Regions from separate parts of the Hordeum vulgare genome. Here region 1 is linked to region 2. A link is a contact called in public Hi-C data. All regions are on one chromosome and are shown on one strand. The core of a region is the stretch at or near the end of the contact, and the rest is flanking DNA. Distances in the headings are between cores, read along the strand shown.

What was found. Hi-C and Micro-C count contacts between places; a contact is called where the count stands out from the background.
Region 1: a contact with region 2 is called in a Hi-C map of leaf, with 2.2 times the contacts expected there. The contact joins the enhancer-like site here to the promoter of LOC123395880 in region 2. A contact is called at or near these places in 4 of 6 Hi-C or Micro-C datasets (leaf and seedling).

What each region holds. Positions count from the first base shown.
Region 1 is chr5H:15,966,033-15,972,797 of MorexV3_pseudomolecules_assembly, reverse strand. No RefSeq gene overlaps it. Among protein-coding and RNA genes, the nearest start is that of LOC123395880, 180 kb to the right of the region's middle. Within about 2 kb of position 4,062, at least 3 of the 3 cell types and tissues checked have open chromatin away from gene starts, as enhancers often do. A contact at or near this core is called in leaf and seedling, where this site is marked.
Region 2 is chr5H:15,783,702-15,790,788 of MorexV3_pseudomolecules_assembly, reverse strand. It overlaps LOC123395880 (9-cis-epoxycarotenoid dioxygenase NCED5, chloroplastic-like), which reads left to right and starts at 4,989. Exons shown (of 1, transcript XM_045090912.1): 1 at 4,989-7,087. The coding sequence starts at 5,163. The coding sequence ends at 6,986.

The DNA.
Region 1 (6,765 bases), core at 2,813-5,312, 180 kb before region 2:
TACTTGAATTTTGGCATGGATGATCCGTCATGAACAAGGCACGAGGACCCTATTGGCCAGACGAAACAATCGATCACAAAAGTAGCTCTTCTGGTTCCGACAGGCTCCAAACTGCCCATGGTCCGACATATTTGCCGCCGTGTCGCCTTGCAACACCGCAGCTCTGACTTCACCCATATAAACTAGGCGTTTTTGCTGAGATGACACATTAAGCTGAGTATCATAATATTATAGTATATCATACTAAATGATGTACTAGTACATATCATGTATGCTAATAAATGATATCTTTATGATGATACTATGCAATGTGTATGATACTTTACACAGTGACCAGCCATACAATAAAATATGGAGTTAATTACAAAAGAGACTACATGTATGCATGTTCAATCTTAGTGTTGGCTCAGACAGTACTCATCAGCCATTTATACTAGAATGAAGTTACGGAGTCCTGTCACACTTTGCCCTCTCTAGCTGAAATGATACTCCAACTTACATATAGCATGTATGTCAAAGTCATTATGTAGGTATTCGGTAGAACGGATGATACTTGGTGTGCAAGGTTCAACACAGGCAAGTCAAAACTGACCAAGCACTATGAGACTACGCACCTGCTCAAGTTGGCCTTGTTATCCAGGGGGAATATAATGTGGACAATTTTAGATTGTCATGCAAGCTATCATGCCTAGGAATATTGGCTTGTGGTACGGCCGTGGACCGTGCTGGTTCAATTCTACTTGGCTTGGTCGGAACTACTCACCACAAAAGAACGCACTGAAGTTGCATTTGACCGTAGAAAATGTAGCTAAAAAAATGAGCAACATGCATGCGTGAACTGTGGATCCTACGCATGCACATACGCACGTCGATTGACGTGGGCCGGCGGCCGGCAGCCGGAGAAGTACGTACCTTCGTCGGCGGCCGACCGCGCGCCGTTCCCGGACCAGCCGCGCGTACGTATAGGCTTACTAATCACGTGCGCCGACGCCGAGCCATGCATCCGACATGCATCATGCCAAGGGCCGGCCGAGGTTAGTGATCTACGTGGACGTACGAGTACATGCACCATGCATGCATGCCCCTCCACGGTTCAAGGGTACGTACGTACGTCGTATACCCGCGCGTTTGCGGCCGGTGGCTGGTCGGGCGTCGCCGTCCGTCGTGCGGGCCCCAACTAACCGACCGTGTCTGTAATCAAGCACATGCATTGACCGACGGGTCTCCAAATATTCACCGGTGACTAAACCACGCAACATATGCATGCATGCGCTTTTGAGTGAGTGAGTGAGTGACGCATACGCTTACGACGGAGACCACGTACCGACGGGCCAACGCCTTTTCAACCAGGAGAAACACGCCTTTCCAACCATCTGCCTCTTTCTCTCTCTCTCTCTCTCACCCGTTTTAGACGGTGAAAAGTATAAACTCCACCAGTAGAGGCGTAGGAGCAATGGCTGCAGGTACCCCTCGATCCAGTCGCTGACTGTGCATGGTTGATTTGATCATCTCCATGGATGATTACCGGTTGAAACGTGTCGAACAAATCAATCATATCCTGCACTAATACGTAACCGATACTTTTTAAACATGGTACGCACAAACTAGAAGAATTGGACGCGCTTTGCTGCGCCGTTGGTGCTATTGAATTTTCATAAGAAAATTACTCTCCCTATTTGAAAATATTAGGTGCATTTGTTTTTTTTGAAAAGGCAAACCTCTAAGTTTCACCAAATTTGTAAAAAAATGTCAAATCAATGTCATTGGCTTCATCACGAAATGGATTTAGTGCAAGTTAAAGAAATTCCTCTTTTGAAAAACAAATATGATTTATATTTTTGAACCGATTGGGTATTTGGTTTGGCGAGTTCGGAAGATGAGGGAGTGTTTTTTACATTTATTTATAATGCGGTGTTATGGGGCTTTGCACGGTGTGATTCTGGGTTATCAGCTAAACAATCCATACCTATGTGGTGAAATTTTCTACATCAATGGCTTCATGTTTCCACTTCTTTTTTCTATGTGGTGCGGTGGTGCGTGAGATTGATATGTTTCTATAAGTTGGTCGATGTTATTTGTTAAAAATAATCATTGACACCGTCAAAATATGAACCAAATAAATTAAATACCTTAATCAAATAGGAGAGCTCAAAATTAAGGAGAATAGTGAATTAAAAGAATGGAATGAGAGAGTTCATTAAGAAATTATTGACCCGATAAAATTAGTAAATCTATATTATAAAATATATTTATATACATTCATATGTAGTTTATAGTAAAAAAATAAAAAAGTATTTAAAAACGAAGGGAGTACGATGTACAAGTAAAAACTCTTTCGTTGATGGAGGTATATAGAAATTGCATGCACGCATGCATCACCATAAGAAATATCTAGGGAGGAACGACATGCATCATCATATGGCTTGGACCCGCACCTCATGGGCTGGCTTCGGTCGATCTGGTAGAACTGTTCAGCGTACGTGTGGGCCGGTGGATGCAGACTAGCTTGCAGTGTATATCCACCAAAATCATTTTCTTAATCGGACCTGAGGGTATTAGGAAAGGAAAAATCTTGCAACTTGCAATGGTAGCTAGTGACTCCATGTATTAATTTCTTGCAAGTTGTGAGGTTTATCTACTGTGTATAGTACCACAGATATGCAAGTGTACGCATGTGTGCATGTTCTTGTCCTTCTCCTTCTTCGGTTGGTGATGAGTCAACTTTGATTTTGTCCAGTATCACTGTATTAGCTCATCCATGTGTGCATACATACTACACCCTCTGTAAATTAATATAAGAGTGTTTAATTAGATTACTAAAGTAGTATTCTAAATGCTTTTATAGTAGTTTACAGAGGGAGTATTATATATTTCCGTTTGAAAATACTTGTCATAAGAATGGATTTATCTAGATATTTTTAGTTCTAGATATATTTATTTTTATCTATTTATGCAACAAGTAATTTCCGGCCGGAGAGAGTACCTGTCTTTCCATGCATTATGTATATCCTACTTGGCAATTGAAAAACGACGGCATCAACATATATCTGGTATTTCTCCAATCAGCCAATGGGTTTTAGCTATATAATTAGTACCAGTGGCGTTCCTCTGACATGCTCTTCATGGTCTCACATGTAAACATCAGAGGCAACAGTTTCCATAATGATGGTACCGGTCAGTGCATGATACTGCAATTAAAGAAGCGGCAGGCTGCAGGTGAGATCGGACCGGTAGCCGGTAGGTACTCTCTACTCTGTGTGGCAGTTGGTAGTTTTTTCCGGTACCAGAGACCAAAGGTTGGTACTCCATCTGATGAAGGGAGAAAGATTCCAAAAACCTTGATTTCGGTAGGCCCAATATGCCCAATTTGCGATGTACGTACGCGTGAGAGAGATTGAACTATATGCAGGGACCAGACCAGACTGAGGTAGCTCCGTGGGCCACTTGCCACATGCATGATCTGCTGCAAATGATGCACACTTAAACTGTTATTAATAAATGAATATAAACAAGCAAATATCAGGATAGCAAGGTTAGCGTTTGGAATGTACGATCAATAATTCAGGTGTGCATTTTACACAGAGGAATCTTCTGGAGGGCAATCATGATGCCCATGATATGATTATAAAAGTGATCATATGATTAGAAGATCATTAGCGCGCGGCGATTTGCCGCTCAAATGATGGCGGCAGGAGGGTCGTACGTGTGTAATAGACCAGCTGAGTAGTCAGGCAGTCGATGTCGATCGATAATTAATGGGGACTTGTAGTCATGCACGTACATGTGCGTGAGATGTGCAGGTTGCCACGATCTTCCATCTTCATCCATGCATGAGATGGACATGGAGGTCGATGGTCGAGGTCGACCGGCCGACGCTGAGGTGGTTGCAGATAGCGTCCATGTGACTCCATGTGCGCGCGCGGGCGCCGGCGTACGTCTGATCGGCCGGACGGACAGACGGCGGACGGTCCGTCGTTCGTTGGCGCGCGGGACCGGCCGGCAGGCCGGCCGTCCGCCGCAGGGTCCCCGCCCAAGCTCGATCACAACAAAATGCATGCATGCATGCGTGGTTTGCTCGACACACGCATGGATGTGTCCCTGTCATTGGCCTCTCGGCCAAGATAGTCGTACCAGTACATTTGTTGCTTTTCGAAGAGAGTTTGATAGCAGAACAAAGCAAGAATGTTAAACACAATTGAACTAACACGTGAAGTAATTTCATAGGATCGTCACAAAGATAATAATCGTAGCAGTATGGCTATGATCTCTAAATATCCCAACCTCTAGACTTGGGCTTGTTGTTCAAAACAAGTGCGGGATTTTTTTTTGGAAAAGGAGGTTAAACCCCCGGCCTCTGCATCAACTATATTTATTAATTATTTCATAATGATTTAACAAAAATATACATCAATCCATGTGAAACCACCACTCAAACCTATAAACCCGATAACGTGGAATGCTTTCACTTTTCATATTTAAAATCGGTGTCGTCACCAATCCATCCGCATAACGTATCGGGACCAACAACTGATGCAGCAGACCTAAAACGCACACCATTGCACATGTTTTAGAAGCCATCATCATTGGACCATTGACTCATCTTCAGGAGAGAGATCCGCATCATCCTTGCTAGTCCGGACATTCGTCGACACCACCACGGCGCCAATGCCATGCGCTCATTCGTCCAGAGGCGGAACTCTAGAAGAAATGTCATGCGTAACACCTGCCAACCAGGCATGACTCGGCGTATCATCTGTCGGCCAGGCATGACTTGACGGCTCCGCAAAAGCTTCGTGCAAGACGAAACCGTTCAACCTCCTCCATCTGTGATCGAGCGCTTCTCCATAAAAGATGCTCCCAATAGAGAAACGACACCGCAGTACCGCCAACGTCCGATCTGAAAGGCCAGATCTTAGGGTTTCCCCCGAAGCAGTGCCCACCACCAGCAACCGTCAAGGATTCACACAGTGCCCACCATCACTCAGCCCTCAAGGTGACTCCTTCAGGAAGGTCATGACGTCAAAGACTTTGCTACCGCCCACCGAAGTTCAGGTTTTCACCCGAGAGGCAGGTAGGGGGGAAGTGGAGGAGCAGAGGAAGACCAACATCTCCAAGAAGAAAATCGCCCTTGAGCATCGTCGTATGTGCGGCCGGCCGGGACCGACCAAGGGGTTTCCCCCAATCTGGATCTCCTCCACCGGCTTCACCCGCGGCCATTGGCCCGGGTCCCGACAGGACACGCCGGCACCGCGAGGAACCCGCAGGAGGGAAGCACACCGATCAGGGCCGGAGGACAACGGTCAGATCAGGCGCCGCCGGCCGCCAGAGCAGCCATGCCAGGCCCTGGTCCATCGACGATCCGTCGGTCGTCTGACCAGACTACTCGCACCACGCTAGCCCCGTCGCTCAGCGCATCACGGAGGAGCATCGTCGAAAGGGCCGCCTCCCCAGATCTCATCGCTCTCCAGCTCAAGGCGGGGTATCAAGGGCCCCGCCGCTACGGTCCACGGCTGCGGCATGGGCTAGCCCGACGCCAGCCTAATGCGGCGGCGAGGAAGGGAGGGAGAGGAGATGGCTATGCCGACGGTGGGAGAGGGGTCACCCCTGAGTCGCCCGAGAGCGTTGGACTTCGGGATGGATGGGAAGAGGGTGAGGAAATGGTTTTGGATCTAGTCTCTGTTGCGAAGGAGGCGGTCGGAGGCGGGAGATCAGGCGGCGGCGGCGGCGGCGGAGCTCCCTCCCGCTGTGGGCGAGGGAGCCGCAAACCCAAAGTGTAATTATTCATAAAATTGGATGGATAATTTCACTTCCTCGTTCTCTGCACAAAATATGAATGCATACGGTCTTTTAAGTATGACTATTAGGATTTTTATTTGGTTACACATAAGCCTAACCTAGTCCTCGATAAAAAAGTGACTATCCAAGCCTGGTCTAACCCTTGATAAAGAAATGAGTATTAGAAAAGTCTGGTCCTTCAAAATAAGTAGGAATCTAAATTTGTCTCAGTAAGAATTCGAACCCAGATATTAAGTAGATGTTAAGTTTATACATCCATTCTCTCAATGAATTGAGGTAGGCTCACTCCCCAAAACAAGTACGAGCTAGTAGTTCGACCAATTTAATCGACAAGTAAAGCGATAAGAACATACTACCACGGGGAAAATTACGGTTGTATTGTAGCCGGAGTTTCTTAATTTGGAGCACAGGTGAAATTATTTTGGTGTCTATAGCCATCTGCTTTATATTAATTTAGTGAGCTAATTAATATTTCATCACCTAACCACTGATTAATCGGATTTGATATTATCAGCACCTAGTGATTTATTGGGATCAAAAGTGAAGGGGTCCAATTAACTAACTACTACCAGACGTCTGTACGTGTGCACAAGGGGTGGGATAGTAGTTAATAACACGACGACTCAATCACATAACAAAAATCTCAAATTTCAATTATATATATTAGAAGATTGGTCACGGAGCATCTTGACCCGCCGCCTAATCAAGCTAGAAACCAGTCTATGATTTCTAACAACCAAACTAAGAGCAACTCTAGCAGACCCGCATCCCGTCGACCCGCAAAACACGTTTACAGGTCGCGCAAAATCATTTTTACGGGCCGACGCGGGCTGACATAGATGCAGACCCCCCAAACAGATCCGTAAACAAGTATATTTGCGGAATATATTTTTTTACAGGTCGGCTTTGCGGGGTCTGCTCGGGCTCCACCACGACGACCCGCAAACAGAAAAACTGCAAATCTCGCAT
Region 2 (7,087 bases), core at 3,740-6,239:
GCAATTTGTGGAACAGAATGTGGTATGGCTCAATGTGACCAGTTTCCGTCCCCCAAGCCTCATGAACAACTCGCTTGAAGTTGGGCATCGAAATCCAGAAGTTTTCGAACCGGAAAGTCCTAGGGCGTTTCGGACCATGCGCTTGGAATAGGAGCAGCGGGCAATGGTCCGAATGTGATGAAGAGAGCGCATGAAGAATGTGACCCTGGAAGGAGGTGTCCCATTCAGAATTGCAAAAGAATGAATCAAGCTTGCTGAGGGTGGGGGTTTCCCGTTCATTACTCCAAGTGAATCGTCGATTTTGAAGATGGATTTCACTTAGCTCCTCCCTCGCAAGAGCCTCCCGAAATTTCTTGATTCTTAGTCTGTTGAAGGTTGGTTTGTTTTTGTCACGTATGTGAGTTTATTTTACGTTGTACTGTATGATATTGTATGGATCTGACGATTTGCTAAGGAGATATCTATTGTAAACACGGACATTTGAGGAGTAGCGGATAATTGTTCATATGTATTAATGGACGTTTAGAGCGGCAAATTTGCTAGTTCCAGTTGTAGATGCTATCAGAGGCAGGCATCAAATGGAAAGGCTTAAGCCAACACGACGCAGAATTATCCTCGACTGATGCACGCGTCCATTTTCGTTTCTTTCGAAGATAAGCATCCATCTTTATCTACTGATCAACTTCTATTAACTAGGACATCTCGACTGAAATCGGGGTGCCTCACGGGTTACCAAGGGTCCCTTGAACTGTTGGGCGTGTAGCTTCAAACAGCAACAATGTGCAACCTACCCAACCTCAATTCCTGGATACATCCGTTGGTTATCGCCGCTAATTGGTAAGACTGGCAATGGAGGGGATGCATCCGATTCCTCCCCATAATCAAGCAACAAGAAACAAAGTCGGTGTGAGCCCCATGCACGCATGCCCCTGATGCGTCGTGCTTCTCGTGCTAACCTGCAAAATTGATTCATGGATACCATCAGCCGAACGAGAGGTAGGCCATGCAATGACGTTTAGGCTCCGCTTTTCCACATTCACGCCCACCACATGCTCTCCATGTTGAATCTAAAGGATGGATGTCAAATAATGTTCTCTTCTTTTTTTGGGCACCTTTTACAGGAATACCTACATAGTACACACTCCCAAGTTAAGCAATTCCGGGTCAGCAGGGGCTCTGATTCCGTGTGGACTCGTGATAACTAGTGGTTAGGCACTTGACAGTGCAAATTAACGCCCGAATTAATTCTTCTTTTTGCAGCCAGTGTTTGGTAGCGTGCATGCAGTGCAACCGGAATGGTACGTTCGCAGCTAGGCCGCTCGTTCCATGGAGACCGACGCGTCCACGGGAGGGGGACGAGCAATCTGACCGAAAACGCCAAATAGACAGATACAGATTTTGTGTACGTATACCTAGGGGAGAAGGAAATCCTAGGGTGAAGGGTGGTGTGGAGGAGAGACGAAGGCCGGCCGGCTGGACCAAGACGTTAGTTGCACTTGCATGCCACCATTTGATTTGTGGATGTGTGCATCTGACGATTAGGTTGTGTCCATCGGTATCGCATAAATCTAAGCAGATACCGAGGGGCTCCAGTTCTTGTCTAACTAAAGACGAAAGGAAATTGGCGTTTTGGGCGCCAGGTATTGTCAAAATAAATGAAAATCATGTGAACGGGTTCCAAATATATTTAACTTTTTTCTGCACATATACATGTAGATATGGCCTTACAATTTGCATGTTTCATTAAAAATGATTATTTGTAAGCTGCACCGAAAACGGTATAAAGATTTTAATCTTAATTTTTAAATATGCAGTTCAAGTTTTGAAGCAAAGTTCCACTACAGACTCGGAATTTTAGAGTACTCTCGAACAAACATGTGCCCTTAATTTTGGGGAAACCAGTATCTAGTATAGTTTTGCGCTAATTTGCATTGAAGATTGCACACGACTTCGGAAAGATAATGGAAAAGGTAAAATGGATTTTAAGTTTATGTTAATGATTATAAGAGGTACCACACATTTATTTGTTGGGTGGGGGAGTATATTAACATTTTTCTTATAGGTGCAAAGAATGCATCGTTAGAAATACCCATAAACAGGCAAAATGCTCAATACCTTTATACATGTAAGCTCATATGAAAAATTGAGAGCCATTTATCTTGGGGAACCATTCTTTGTTAGTTTTTTTAATGTTCTATTTGCCTCCATCTCCCCTTCTAAAGTGAAAACCTCTATATAGGTCAAAATCCGAGTGAAATACATGTGTTGTTTCGACACGAAGGAAAAATTCTAATTCCAAACAATTTCGAAGCAAAAGAATACGGATACAAAATTAATACTACAAGAAACTTTGAGCACCGCTTAGTTCTAGGGTAAATCAAAATTATTATTCAAGCATTTAGTGATGCAATGTTTCACTTAAAATGGGTTTTCAGTTACTCGTGTAACTGAGAAATTGTCGAGGACCATGTTACTAGATATCAAAATCCATGCAAGTGCAACAGAATGAAAATATCTATCTCACGACAATTTACAAATGAACCAGCCATAGACCATATTCACTTTGAAAATATTTAACCGATCTCATAGAGGGGCATCAACTTTTAAGTTTGAACTGTGCATACCAAGAACCTGAATTTTCTAGCGAAGCCGTTCCATAGTGAAGTACAATCGACTTGGGTCTAGACCACTTTTTAGCATTTATAAAATAAAAATGTGTCTAAGAACGCATATACCATATACCTTTGGTATCGACATGTGGGACCCCAGATGATAAATATAAAATTATATCTGTGTAATTTAAATCACAAAGAATAAAAGAGGACTACAATAATCATAATGTTTTTCAATTTTTCATAGATGAAATAAACAAGTTGCTAATGTTTTCTAAATATGGGTGTTATTGGTGAAACATGACCCAAAATAATTGAAATTTATGAGAAATGTTAGTGGCATATTCTTAAAATATAACTGAAATAATTGAAATGTGTGTGAAAATTATGAGGTATCTTTCTAAACTATTTTCTAACAGTAAAAAATGTGTGCCCATAACTATAATATTTTGAAATTGACAGAATAAATACTAAAGTATAGATTAGAAAACAAGGAACTATAGATTATTAATTTTGAAAAGGAGTTCTTAATATTTTTAAAGTTAGTGAATATGACATAAGTATTTGGAATGGGTGTGGGAACATTTCAATTATATCTGTAAATTATGTTGAAACAATGAAATTTTGGTAGCAAGATGTTTTTGAATTGATAGAAAAAATAGTAAAAGAATGAAAATAGAGTGAAATGCCTCCTAAATTTATTTATATTTGATTGGATTAACTGAAATTAATGAGTTATTTCTAAAAATTAAAAAATTAAAAGTGATTGTTACAATTGATTTTCGTAATAAACATAGTTTTTGATGACAAAAATATTTAACCTATCCAAAGGAAAAAAGTTCTTTTTTAGAACAACACTAACTTATTTGAAAAAATAATTTTTGTGAGTCATGTTAAGGTTATATGAAATGTTCAAAGTATCAAATATTATTTCTAGTAAATTATTCAATATTTTTTTCAAATATATTTCCAATCTGCGTATAATATATGTATACTATTTCTGAAACATAAAGAAAAATGTGTAGAAAATAATAAAATTGTGTACCAATATACATACGTAAATGTTTAAAAAACCTAGCACCAGCTTTGTAATTATTGCAAATCGAACGTTTTCATGGCAAATTATGTTGGTGTTTCTTTTATCAAGCATGTCAAATCCTTGCGACGTTTAGTTTTGTTTTTTGCTAGGATTTGCCATGCTTGGTAAAGAAAATTTTCATTTGCAGGACAACATAGTTTGTCATAAAGAAATTTGATTTTCCATGAGTTACATATTTAGTTGGTTTTGAAACTTCATTTTTCGTGACTGTGAGAAATGGTGTGAATGTCTACTCAATTAATTAAATACGACTAAAACTATTAAAATTTGCATCAATATATCTGAATCCGTTTGAAACAAAAATACTTACAATTGAAAACATTATTGATTTTTCTAATTCTATGAGAAGGAACATTGGTTAATTAGTTTTGCAAATATTATTGTTTTGAGCGCCTTGCGTGAGGTCCATGTCGAATACCGAGCTACATAAAATGCAGATACAAATCTAATCAAAGAGAATACGTTGTTTGTGATGTAGTATAGCACTAATACTCTCTCCGTCACGGTTTAGAAAGCAAAATTAAAATTACTTGTGTTTTGATAATAAACAACGTTCAGGACGCATTGCATTACTCATAATAGTTAATTACTAGTACAATGTTGTACTCCCTCCGTTTCTAAATATAAGTCTTTTAAGCGATTTCAATAGGTGTCTACATACGAAGCAAAATGATTGAATGTACATTCTAAAGTATGTCTATATACATCCATATGTAGTCCACTAGTGAAATCTGTACAAAGACTTATATTTAGGAACGGTGGGAATATTATTTTTATCCGTATGCATAATGTGAATGCTATTTTTAAGTTTATCCCACAGCCAATCAATAACTATTTAGGTTTCAGAAAATTTTCAAATACACCTTCTAAACGGCGAAGGAAGGAGTACCTCGATAAAAAAAAAAGATTATAGCACTAATACCTTTCGAGGTGTCAGCATGCTATTGGTTGAGAGCACTCGTTTGCCCTCGCATCAACACGAGGCACAAGTAAACGCGTAGGGTGAAAATCCCCAAACTGCCCCCACGCGAACAACGGGCAGGCGAAAAGGAGAAGCGAAAACGAGCAGGAGAGGAGGAGGAAAAAGGAAAGGAGAAGAGAAAAGAAGAGAAAAGTGGTCGTCGTCTCGTCGGGAGTGGGGGTGTGGGGAGTGAACCACGTGGTCTCCTGCCACTCCGGCGCGACGACTCACCTCACCTCACCTCCTCCCCCTGTCCCTTCTCCCCCCCTCCCAAACTCTATAAATATCCCTCCCGCCTTCCCCCACCCTCACCATCCCATCTCCCTCACTCCCATCACCCACTTCCTCTGCTCTCCCTTCCCTTCGCCCCCCACACCAAGATCGCCGATCGTCCGCGCTCGCTCGCCGGAGAGAACTCGAATCGATCGGACCAGCTCTCTTCTTCTTCTTCTTCTTCTTCTTCTTCTTTTACTTCTCGCGAGGATCAGCGATGCAGACTCTGTCGGCGCAGCCCCTCGCCTCCTCCTCTTCGATACAGCGCCACCATGGGCGCCGACGCGGCCCCGGCTCCGTCCGGTTCGCTCCCCGCGCGGCCGCCGCGGCTGCCGCCACGTCCACCAGCACGGCCCGCTCGCCGGCGTACGTCTCGTCGCCGTCCACGAGGAAGGTGCCCGGGTACGAGCAGTCGTCGCCGCCTGCCATTGCCTCGCCGCAGAAGCAGGGGAGCAGCGGCGGCGAGGGCGAGCAGAGCCTCAACTTCTTCCAGCGCGCGGCGGCCGCGGCGCTCGACGCGTTCGAGGAGGGGTTCATCAACAATGTCCTGGAGCGGCCCCACGCGCTGCCGCGCACGGCCGACCCGGCCGTGCAGATCGCCGGCAACTTCGCCCCCGTCGGCGAGCAGCCCCCCGTGCGCGCCCTCACGGTCTCCGGCCGCATCCCGCCCTTCATCAACGGCGTCTACGCCCGCAACGGCGCCAACCCCTGCTTCGAGCCCACGGCCGGCCACCACCTCTTCGACGGCGACGGCATGGTCCACGCCATCCGCATCCGAAACGGCGCCGCCGAGTCCTACGCCTGCCGCTTCACCGAGACCGCCCGCCTCTCCCAGGAGCGCGCCGCGGGGAGGCCCGTCTTCCCTAAGACCATCGGCGAGCTCCACGGCCACTCTGGCATCGCGAGGCTGGCCCTCTTCTACGCGCGCGGCGCCTGCGGCCTCGTCGACCCGTCCCACGGCACTGGTGTTGCCAACGCCGGCCTCGTCTACTTCAACGGCCGCCTCCTCGCCATGTCCGAGGACGACCTCCCGTACCAGGTCCGCGTCACCGCCGGTGGCGACCTCGAGACCGTCGGCCGCTACGACTTCGACGGCCAGCTCGACTGCGCCATGATCGCGCACCCCAAGCTCGACCCTGTCTCCGGCGAGCTCTTCGCGCTCAGCTACGATGTCATCAAGAAGCCGTACCTCAAGTACTTCTACTTCCACGCCGACGGCACCAAGTCCGCCGACGTCGAGATCGAGCTCGACCAGCCCACCATGATCCACGACTTCGCCATCACCGAGAACTTCGTCGTCGTGCCCGACCACCAGATGGTGTTCAAGCTCGCCGAGATGTTCCGCGGCGGCTCGCCGGTGATGCTCGACAAGGAGAAGACCTCCCGCTTCGGCGTCCTCCCAAAGTACGCCAAGGACTCGTCGGAGATGATGTGGGTGGACGTGCCGGACTGCTTCTGTTTCCACCTCTGGAACTCGTGGGAGGAGCCGGAGACGGACGAGGTGGTGGTGATCGGCTCCTGCATGACCCCCGCAGACTCCATCTTCAACGACACGGACGACCACCTCGAGAGCGTGCTCACCGAGATCCGGCTCAACACGCGCACCGGCGAGTCCACGCGGCGGGCCATCCTGCCGCTGGAGAGCCAGGTGAACCTCGAGGTCGGCATGGTGAACCGCAACATGCTGGGCCGGAAGACGAGGTACGCCTACCTGGCCGTGGCCGAGCCGTGGCCCAAGGTGTCCGGGTTCGCCAAGGTGGACCTGGTGACCGGCGAGCTGACCAAGTTCGAGTACGGCGAGGGCCGGTTCGGCGGCGAGCCGTGCTTCGTGCCCATGGACGGCGAGCACGCGCGCCCCGGCGCCGAGGACGACGGCTACGTGCTCTCCTTCGTGCGCGACGAGGACGCCGGCACATCCGAGCTCCTGGTCGTCAACGCCGCCGACATGCGGCTCGAGGCCACCGTGCAGCTGCCGTCCCGGGTCCCCTATGGCTTCCACGGCACATTCATCGGCGACGCCGACCTCGACGCCCAGCACTAATCGATTCCTTGGTTCTTTGACTACGCCTCAACAACGCCATTGCTCCTCTCGCCCTCCATCCCTCCCATCTTCTCGGATGAGAAGCAGAGGAAGCAGGGCAA